Linked DNA regions of Mus musculus: region 2 is linked to region 1. Evidence: chromatin contacts called from public HiChIP or PLAC-seq data. All regions are on one chromosome and are shown on one strand. The core of a region is the stretch at or near the end of the contact, and the rest is flanking DNA. Distances in the headings are between cores, read along the strand shown.

Region 1 (4,411 bases), core at 1,260-3,759:
GAAAAATGAAGTAGATTTATGATGTTTTCGTAGGTTGTAAATGCCGGGGCTAGCAGATACAAAACCGAGCTGAAATGTGGAAGTTAAGAGCTAAGAAAATATATACAAATGCTGAGAGAAAGCAAATATTTAATGATGGTTCAACACAAAGGCGATCTTTAAATAAAAGAAAGGACACCATTTTTATACTCTCTCATCTATCATGATAAACTCAGGAATTTTCAAAAGAGAAGAGGGTTTTTTGTTTTGTTTTTATGTTTTTTGGTTTTTTTTTTTTATGGGTAGTTTAGGAACCTACTTTGGGGTAGAAGGAGAAAGACTGAAGTCCTCACAGCCCCTGCTCCCCCAGTCTTCTCTCAAAAGCCAGAACACATGCCCATAGAATTGCACTTCAGATCACAGTGAGAAATATGTTCTTTAAAGAGAGGAAGTGAGACGTTGTTCCAGCTCCGACAGACTTATTAATAATCCACAGCATGCAAAATTCACTGGTGAGCACAAGAGCCATGAGTTTCCCTCCGCAACTTCCTCATCCCGTCAGTCAGTGGTACAGTACCTGATGCACATCCTGGGTCATCTTCATCCGATTTCAAGGAAAATATCAATGATCGTCCTCCCCGTACTATTCTAACTATAGGGTCTATTCTTTTACTTAGGGCCATTCCTTTACACACACACACACACACACACACACACTTCCTCAATACATGCAGTTTTTCAAATGCAAGGGCTTTCGTTTGCGGCCATCTGATAACGCACACATTTTACCTTGCGCATCATGATGTGCAACTGTTTATCATCTGTCCTTTTGGATAAATAATTTAAAGCCATGTGAAACTTCTTCAAGAAAATATTAGCTGAAGAGATGCAGTCACAACTTTTTAAGCTCAAATTTCTTCTACTACCAAAAAAAAAAAAAGGGGGAATATTGGCAAGTGAGTAAATTATGTGTTGTCATTTTTTCCCCCAAAAGATGTGTTATACAGCACAGGAAAGATGTCCAAAACTTACCAACAGCTCTGCAGTGTACACACAACTATTAAGTCAACGTGGCATTTTGCTTGTTGAAAACTTATTTACTGCCACAAAAAGACTGAGCATGGAGTTTTCAGGCTTCTGCAAGAGCAAATTCTTCCGCTGAATACCTTTAAAAACAGTGTTCCTGAAGGGTCCGACACGGGAAAGCAGGCTCACCACTGTTCTACCATAGAAGGTGAACAGATGCCGAATGTGCTTATGAAGGTAGAGGTTGGAACACCAAAGGGCACTCCTACGGGCTCATAGTTGCCAAAAACCAAGGGCAAGTGCACAGACAGACAAAATATTAATTTCAATGTCCTCAATGTGACTCTGTTTTGTTCTGTGAATTTGATTTTCCAAATAATGACCTGGATGGAGACCTAAAGCAACCAGCCACGAGTTTGCCCAGACTCTGCAAAGATTTTTATTGAACTGAAATGTGATGAGCATCTGTCCTTAGTGATTTATCCCAAACAGCAGATATGTTATAAAATGAGCACATTGCATCTGCAGCTATAAAAGAGAAACAGAACAGCCTTTTAGTTAATATCTAATCAAACTTCAAGACGCCTTATGAGGCACAAGGGTTGTGCCGACTCATTCCCACGCACCTTTTCCTAGAATACTGGATGGGCCACCATCAGACATTCTAAAATGCTGCGTTAAATGTCAGCGGTTGGGTTTGTTATTTTTTCCACATCAACAGATGCCCCTTGATTTTGGTTTTCATAACATAAAATGTAAACCAGGCCTGGGTGCTAGTTAGCCACAAATTCTTATTACAGGCTGAGCAACTGCTATCTCAAGGTCAGGATTAGACAAACAGCTATCTTGTCAGGCACAATAGACTATTTCTGGGAGAACTGCTACTATACGAATAAGGTGGAGGGGTTGAGCTCTGATGGGTCCAAAGAGTCCTAGAATACAGGTTCCCTCCCACAAAGGAATTTTAGCCAAGATCAATGTAAATGAGTCCCAAACAGTCCGAATGTCTGTGGCTTAGGGCACAGACGTGAACACTGCAACTCACACCCCAAGTATTTCCACAAACAATGCACTCTGACATTGTCCAATCAAAAATAATACATGTTTATCGCACCTAGTCAATAACTTATAGTTAAAGAGTTCATTAAATCAGGGAATAAAACTTGTAAATGATACATTGTCAATTTCTCTTAGACCCACTTCAAGAAGAAAACAAGTCTGAATTGTTAGCAGTTAGAGCAAAATGAGGTTTTACTATTTGGAAGAGAAAGAGATTCTGTTGGGTTGTAGACCTACATCGATTGAATGCACAGAGAGAAAAGACAGTGGTGAACTGCCAGTGCCGATCACTTTCCATGCTGTTGCTGCTGTGAGAAACTATGGGTGCAATGTCACAGGGCATGAGTCACATGGGGCTTGGGCTGTACCACTGTTGGGGTACACAGTTTAGATCAACGTGGTAACTTTGAGGAGGCAGATCTGAATCAATACTCCGGTGCTTCAAGGTAACTAGAAGTTCTCAGAGGTGTTAAAAGCCACAGCCACAGACTTCTAATTTTCAGACTGTGCCGTGGTACTCGTTTTTTTTTTTTTTTTTTTAATTCATAAAAAAATAAAGAGGTTTTCTTTTTCTGTAGTAGGGATTGGATGAACCTATCCTCTACCCTCAAATTCCATCTCCACCCTTAGGAAATAGTAAAATCTCAGGAAATTTTTTTCCAGGTTCCTGAATTAACCAGAAAACTGAAATGTTCTAGGATTATAGACATAAGACCCCTGTGGCAGAGGTTGGCTGAATGGAGCATATATTCTCTAAGTATGAAGTATCTAACTGTACTTTTTAAACCCCGTTAGCCTATCTCTACCCCTCCTATTATATAACCCTTGACTTGTAGGCACTTAGTAAGTTCTTCACATTTCTTAACATTATCATATGTCTAGTTCAGAGAATAATGAACTAGAAAGAAATCAGAAATGAGAGATGCTCTACTTGGAAACTTTGAACCACTTAAAAATTGATTATACTGTAATATTCTGTATATTTGCCCATCTCATGTTTAACCCATTGTACCAAAGCTCAGAAAACTGGCTCATGGATGTCCTGCCAGTATATGGTTTTATAAATAATGTTTTATTGGAACAAGTCATAGTCATTCATTTACAGATTATTTGTGTCCATTTCTCATTGTATCCTAATGAACCACATGATCTGAAAGGCATAGTGTTTGCAGTCCTTTACAGAACACTGGTACTAGCTCCCCCTAGCATTTAAGAGTTGCAGATGGGTTGGTGAGTGACTTGAAGTTTCATTCAGTAATGACCCATCCTCCCAGGATGCTTGCATCTGCTAATATTGTCTTTGTGAGTTAGTGACAGCTTATTTCCAAAGGGCAAGGGTGTCTAGAGATCCAAATATTTAGTGAGCTACACAGTATGTATCACTATATATTTACTTTGTCAGCCACCTCAGAAAATGCCTTTTATGAGGAGTGATATGTGAAGGCTACATTTCAGCTTAACTGTTCTAAAACAATTTGTCCAGGCAGCTAAACCCAAAGTCTTCCCTGCCCTTGAACCCCCGAAGAGACTTCTAGTCACCATATACCTTGTCTGAAACCTACTGAGTCCCAAGAGTCTCAAGGATTTTTTTTTTACTTCCTTAGAAGCAAAAAAGGACCAAACAATGAGATTAAAATACAGGTCTCTACGTTGGTAGATGTTATCCTTCTTGCTCCAGACTATAGAAAAACCTAACACTAGCAAGCATCCATTCAGGTTTTTATTTTGTGCAGTATACTAAGCCATGTATCTGTATTTTAACACTCATAGTAACCCCATAAAATATGGCATTGCCCTCCCATTTTATAGGTGAGCAAATAGGCTTAAAGAAACACAGGAATGTATTTGACCTCATGAAGTGACAAGCAACATGACCAGCAATTGGTATTATGTCGAGGACTTCATTTTTTTTTTTTTTTGGAGACTTTTGAAGCTGTAGAGATTGTCATTGGGAGAAATTACTTTTCCAGATGTAGAAATTGAGAAAAAAAGATCATGAAAAAAAAATCATTCATCTGGATAGGATTTGGGTGTGAGACATTCAAATCCCCAGTAGATCATTTCGACAATGCTGCATGGGCAAATCACCTTTTATCAGCTCTTTCACCTCATCAGGGTGTGTGTGTGTGTGTGTGTGTGTGTGTGTGTACAGGGGAGAGAGAGAGAGAGAGAGAGAGAGAGAGAGAGAGAGAGAGAGAGAGAGAGAGAGAGTGCATGCACAGCCGAGTGTGTGTGTGTGTGTGTGTGTGTGTGTGTGTTAGTGGTTTGTTTTAGTGAAACTCACAATATTTCTTCTCATTGAGGAAAACAAAGGTTTGTGTTTGAAACACAAGCTTTTGTGTTTCAT
Region 2 (4,411 bases), core at 1,024-3,523, 850 kb before region 1:
TGCACTCATTGCTTCCATTGATCAGATTTAAACAGATGATTTTCAGGATGTCTAGCTGAGAAAGAGACAGACTATATATTTTTCAAAAAGACTTCCTTCTCAGAAATATCTCCATGTGGGAAAAACAGACCTTGTACTCATGGTCCTGTTGGGATGAGAGTATAAACAATGAGTCATGGTGGTGCAGTACCACAGAGCTGTAGGGAGTGGGATATGTTGACAGTGCAGGAGTTTGCCAGTTTCTTAAGAGATGTTATTCTATGTACATTTGAGGAATGGAAATTTGAAATCTAGATATGCTTAATGTTTTTTTTTTTTTACTCTGCTATTTTCAATGAACCCAATACTTCAGAACATCAAAATAAGTTCATCTGTAAATTCATCTCTCCACCATGTTTATGAAAATTTTATCCTTATGAGATGGAAAGCAGGAGGAGATATGAAACAACAAAACACAATGTTCATAAAGCAGAAGAAAAGTGATTTTTATAAGAAAATATTTCCATTTTATATTTTCCAGGGTCAAGTTAAACAATAGTGAATTAACATTTTTTAAATTATGCACAGGGCCACTTGCCAGTGTTTTGTTAATTATGCAAATGTAGAGTGCTGCTCTACTTCTTACTTCAGATCTATCAGTGTGCATCTGCTCAGCAAATATTTCAGGAAGTAACCCCTTGCCACAGTCAGAAAAATCCTCTATAACTACTGAATTCCTGAAAATCGACGTCAGCATTCACCAAAGGAATAGGGAGAGTGATAGATTTCTGATGTTGGTCACATGAGTCTATGTCTCAAGGGTAGGGAGGAAATAGAAAGAAATTTATTTTATTGAGTAGCTACTAAAGAAGTAATTTTCATTAAATATCGAATCTAATTTTCACTATTAGCTATCTTTGAGGTATCTGCTAAGATGTTTATAGTTTTTTGTTTTTTGTTTTTTTTTTAAGGAAAAGAATGGAGCTGGAGAGTTGGCTCAGCAGATAAGAATGTGTACTGCTCTTGTCGATCTGGTTTGATCCTCAGACCCACACTGGATAAGTCACAACTGCCTGTAACTCCTGCTTCGGGAGATCTGATGGCTTTCACTGGAATATGGGCACCTCCATTCACACTCGTGCATGAACTCATGCATGCTAACAGCAAGTAAAACATTAAACCACTGAGAAGTAAGCATGGAACACGATAGCAGAAGTTCTGAGTGTCTCAGCAACCCTCTCAGACAGGCCATAGAAAATGATCTTTTAAAATAACCCCCAAGTTAATCAGCAAGACAAAGGGGTAAGGTATGACCAGGGGCCTTATTACACACAACAGTGCCAAGGCTGACAATCATTGGGTAATAGCAGACAACTAGGATATGATGCAAGCCATCAAGTAAGAAGCCTAGCAGAGAAATCAGAAAGAGATGATGATGCAGGAGAGCCTAGGTTGAAGCGCTGTCATCTCTGCAGGTGGCAGAATGATAAGGATTGGGGTGACCTTGTAAGAAACAATTCTTAGGCTACATTCTGTGGCTGGGAGAGACCTCATAGATTCCATTCCTCTGTTGCTTAACAACAGAACTAAAGGTCAGGCAAACACAATCGTAATGTTGAGATCAGGAGAACCAGGAGCTAGAATGTCTATGCTATCTATAATGTCTACTTTTCACTGAAAAGATGAATACAAAAAAAAAATCTAGCAAGTGTCACATATGTGTGTATGTATCTTCTTTTCACACACACACAGATGCACACACATATATACATACATACATACACATATACATACATAAGAAGTTAAATCAAATGGTTTGTGTGTTACATTTAATATATGAAAATACCAAAGTAGCCATGATAACCATACTCAAAGAACTAAAGGAAACTACGCTAAGAGAACAAAGGACAGATTTGTCTGATTATACTTTAATGAAATGTCAACATATAAATGTCAACCCATAAAGAAATAGAAATAATTTCCCAATAGAAAATGGTAGAATGTAGTGGTAATAGTTAAAATAATCGTAAAAGTAATCTTAGTAAAGAGTCACACAGCAGCTCCGTTGTAGAGCAGAGTTGGCAGCAAAAGACATTAGAGTGCCTCAAATCAGATCAACAGAATGGCTCAATCGGAGGAACACAGAGGATGAAGAGCCTAAAAAAATGGGTATCTCCTATGGGAATTATGATCACTATAGCATATACTAACACAGCAGGTGCTACTAGGATAGGAGAGAGTAAAAATGAAACTAAAACTTAAAAGACTGAAACTGCCCAAAATCCATTTAAAAAAGAGTTCATCTGCACACTCACAAAGTTAAAGAAGCCACAAACAGACACAACAAAGGGCTTCACATCTATGCACACCATATGTAAACCTATGAAGACAAAAATAAGTGTTATGCCCAGTTGGTGAGATCTCTGTGAGATCACCAGAGACCACAACTCTAATTGATGCAAGCATACAAGAGTCTTTTTATTTGAGTTTGGACTCAGGCCACAACCCTCCTTGTGCAACAGGGTTGGAATGCAATGCTCAGGTCTAGGAACTTAGGACTTATATAGGGAAAAATGCACACGCTAGGGCTTTCAAGCCTTGGAGTTACATGACTGGGTAAAGGGGTAAAGGAACCTTAACCTTCAAACTGATAACGTTTGTTCAGACAAAAAGGAGAGACCATACATCTGGAAAAGGGCATCTTTGACCTGGGAAGGAATAACTCATCCTATTATTGGGACCAGTCCTTTCCGGTTGTTGCAAGCTAACCACAGCTGTTATGTCTATTTTTGATTGCTGGAAATACTTGGTCATCTCTTTCCTAGTGCTCAAGGGTGGGGCCCTTATCGCTCCAAGGACATTAATTTTTTGCTTCCTCCAGGGACAGGAGACAGCAGTCTTTCAAAAGGTTAGCAGCTTAAAATACAGTTTCAAGGAAAGGATGGACTCTCTCCTGCTGTGGCTTTTTGTCTTTACATAAGAAGACTCCCTTGAACAGAGCTGGAGAAAAAGAGTGGGTGAAATTTAAACCCAAAGATGGACAGTTGACCTTCCATCTGAATCAGTGGATGCCAAAAAAATAATTGAAACTGTTGATCATTAAGACCAACACTACAAAATGGCCTTTCAAACACACCTATGAACATGGCTACCTTCTATGATAAACAAACCCTGAAAGAAAAAAAAAATTCTATCTAGCCCATTTTACATGAAATACTAAAGAGTGCATGACTTTAGGATCCTAGCACTTGAAAAGCAGAGGCAGGAAGACCATTAGTTTAAAGAAGTCTCACATATATAATAAATTCCAGGGAAGCTTGAGAGATGCAATAAGACCTTCTCTCAAGAAAAACCTGATAAGTGAGTTCAATCCCCAGGACCGACATGTTAGAAAAAAAAATCTTTTTCCTCTGATATCTTTATGCACACCACTGCAGGCAGACCCACATATTTTCACCCATAGACACACTCACACACAAACACACACATATATACACAAACCAAACAAATAAATAAAAAAAGTATTAAAGCAATGAGTAAAAGGAAAGAAACCCAAAAGCTCTAAAGGATAAAGACCAGTGACCTCACTCCTAACTCACACACATTTCACAAATGAAGAGCATCAGTAGAGATGAGTACACACCGTCAGTCAGGAGCTGCAGACAAAAATGAACTGACAAGGAGAGCTAAATGAGAAGCTTTATGTAACATTTTTCATATATAGACTCGCTCTCCTTTCTTCTTCTAAGCTTTCTAAAAACATAATTATAAAAATGCATTGGCTTGCAGTGTCTGGTGATATAGTATTCACAGCAATGAGCACAGGAATGAGAAGAGGAATGGAGCTGTACAGGAATAAAATTCCTGCATTTCACCGAAACCATGTCAGTAGAAATCTAAATCGACCCAAATAATGAAACAGAACTAAAACCCAGAAACAAACCCTCCTATGCAAACCTCCTATGCAACCTCCTATGCAACCCTCCTATGCAACCTCCTATGCAACCCTCCTATGCAACCCTCCTCTGTAACTCTCCTAAGTAGTCATTGTGGGCAAGGCTTGTATGCAGTCTTCCTAGGCAATCCTTCGTAGCCCTCCTAGGCAAAGCCTCCTGGGGAGTCTTACTTCATAGCCTCTGTTTGTGTATTAGTTTCCACCAAGACTATTATCTTCTACCTCACTTAGACAACAAGATATTTAAAAACAGGATGATAATAGGGAAGTGAACTGTGATGGGGAGGTGAACCATTCCAGCCTTCAAGAGAGCTCCTTAAACTCAGGAAGTAAACAACTCAAACTGGCTTCAGGAAGTCCTTAAAACTGACAGTGTTTACTAGGCCCTCTCTGCTTCCCAAGACTATACAAAACCTGCTGAGAAACACTCCCAGACAAGATGAGCTGCCCAGATGAGGCTCAAGACAGCAGAGGACC

The links. HiChIP or PLAC-seq counts read pairs in DNA pulled down with a chosen protein or histone mark.
Region 2: a contact with region 1 is called in a CTCF HiChIP or PLAC-seq map of CD8 T cells, with 5 read pairs. The contact joins two enhancer-like sites. A contact is called at or near these places in 1 of 15 datasets of contacts at CTCF or cohesin (CD8 T cells) and 1 of 115 datasets of contacts at active chromatin or transcription factors (large pre-B cells).

The regions. Positions count from the first base shown.
Region 1 is chr17:51,394,254-51,398,664 of GRCm38.p6, reverse strand. No RefSeq gene overlaps it. Among named protein-coding and RNA genes, the nearest start is that of C330011F03Rik, 52 kb to the left of the region's middle. Within about 2 kb of position 2,509, at least 8 of the 459 cell types and tissues checked have an H3K27ac peak or open chromatin away from gene starts, as enhancers often do. A contact at or near this core is called in CD8 T cells, where this site is marked.
Region 2 is chr17:52,247,248-52,251,658 of GRCm38.p6, reverse strand. No RefSeq gene overlaps it. Among named protein-coding and RNA genes, the nearest start is that of Gm41600, 55 kb to the left of the region's middle. Within about 2 kb of position 2,273, at least 13 of the 459 cell types and tissues checked have an H3K27ac peak or open chromatin away from gene starts, as enhancers often do. A contact at or near this core is called in CD8 T cells, where this site is marked.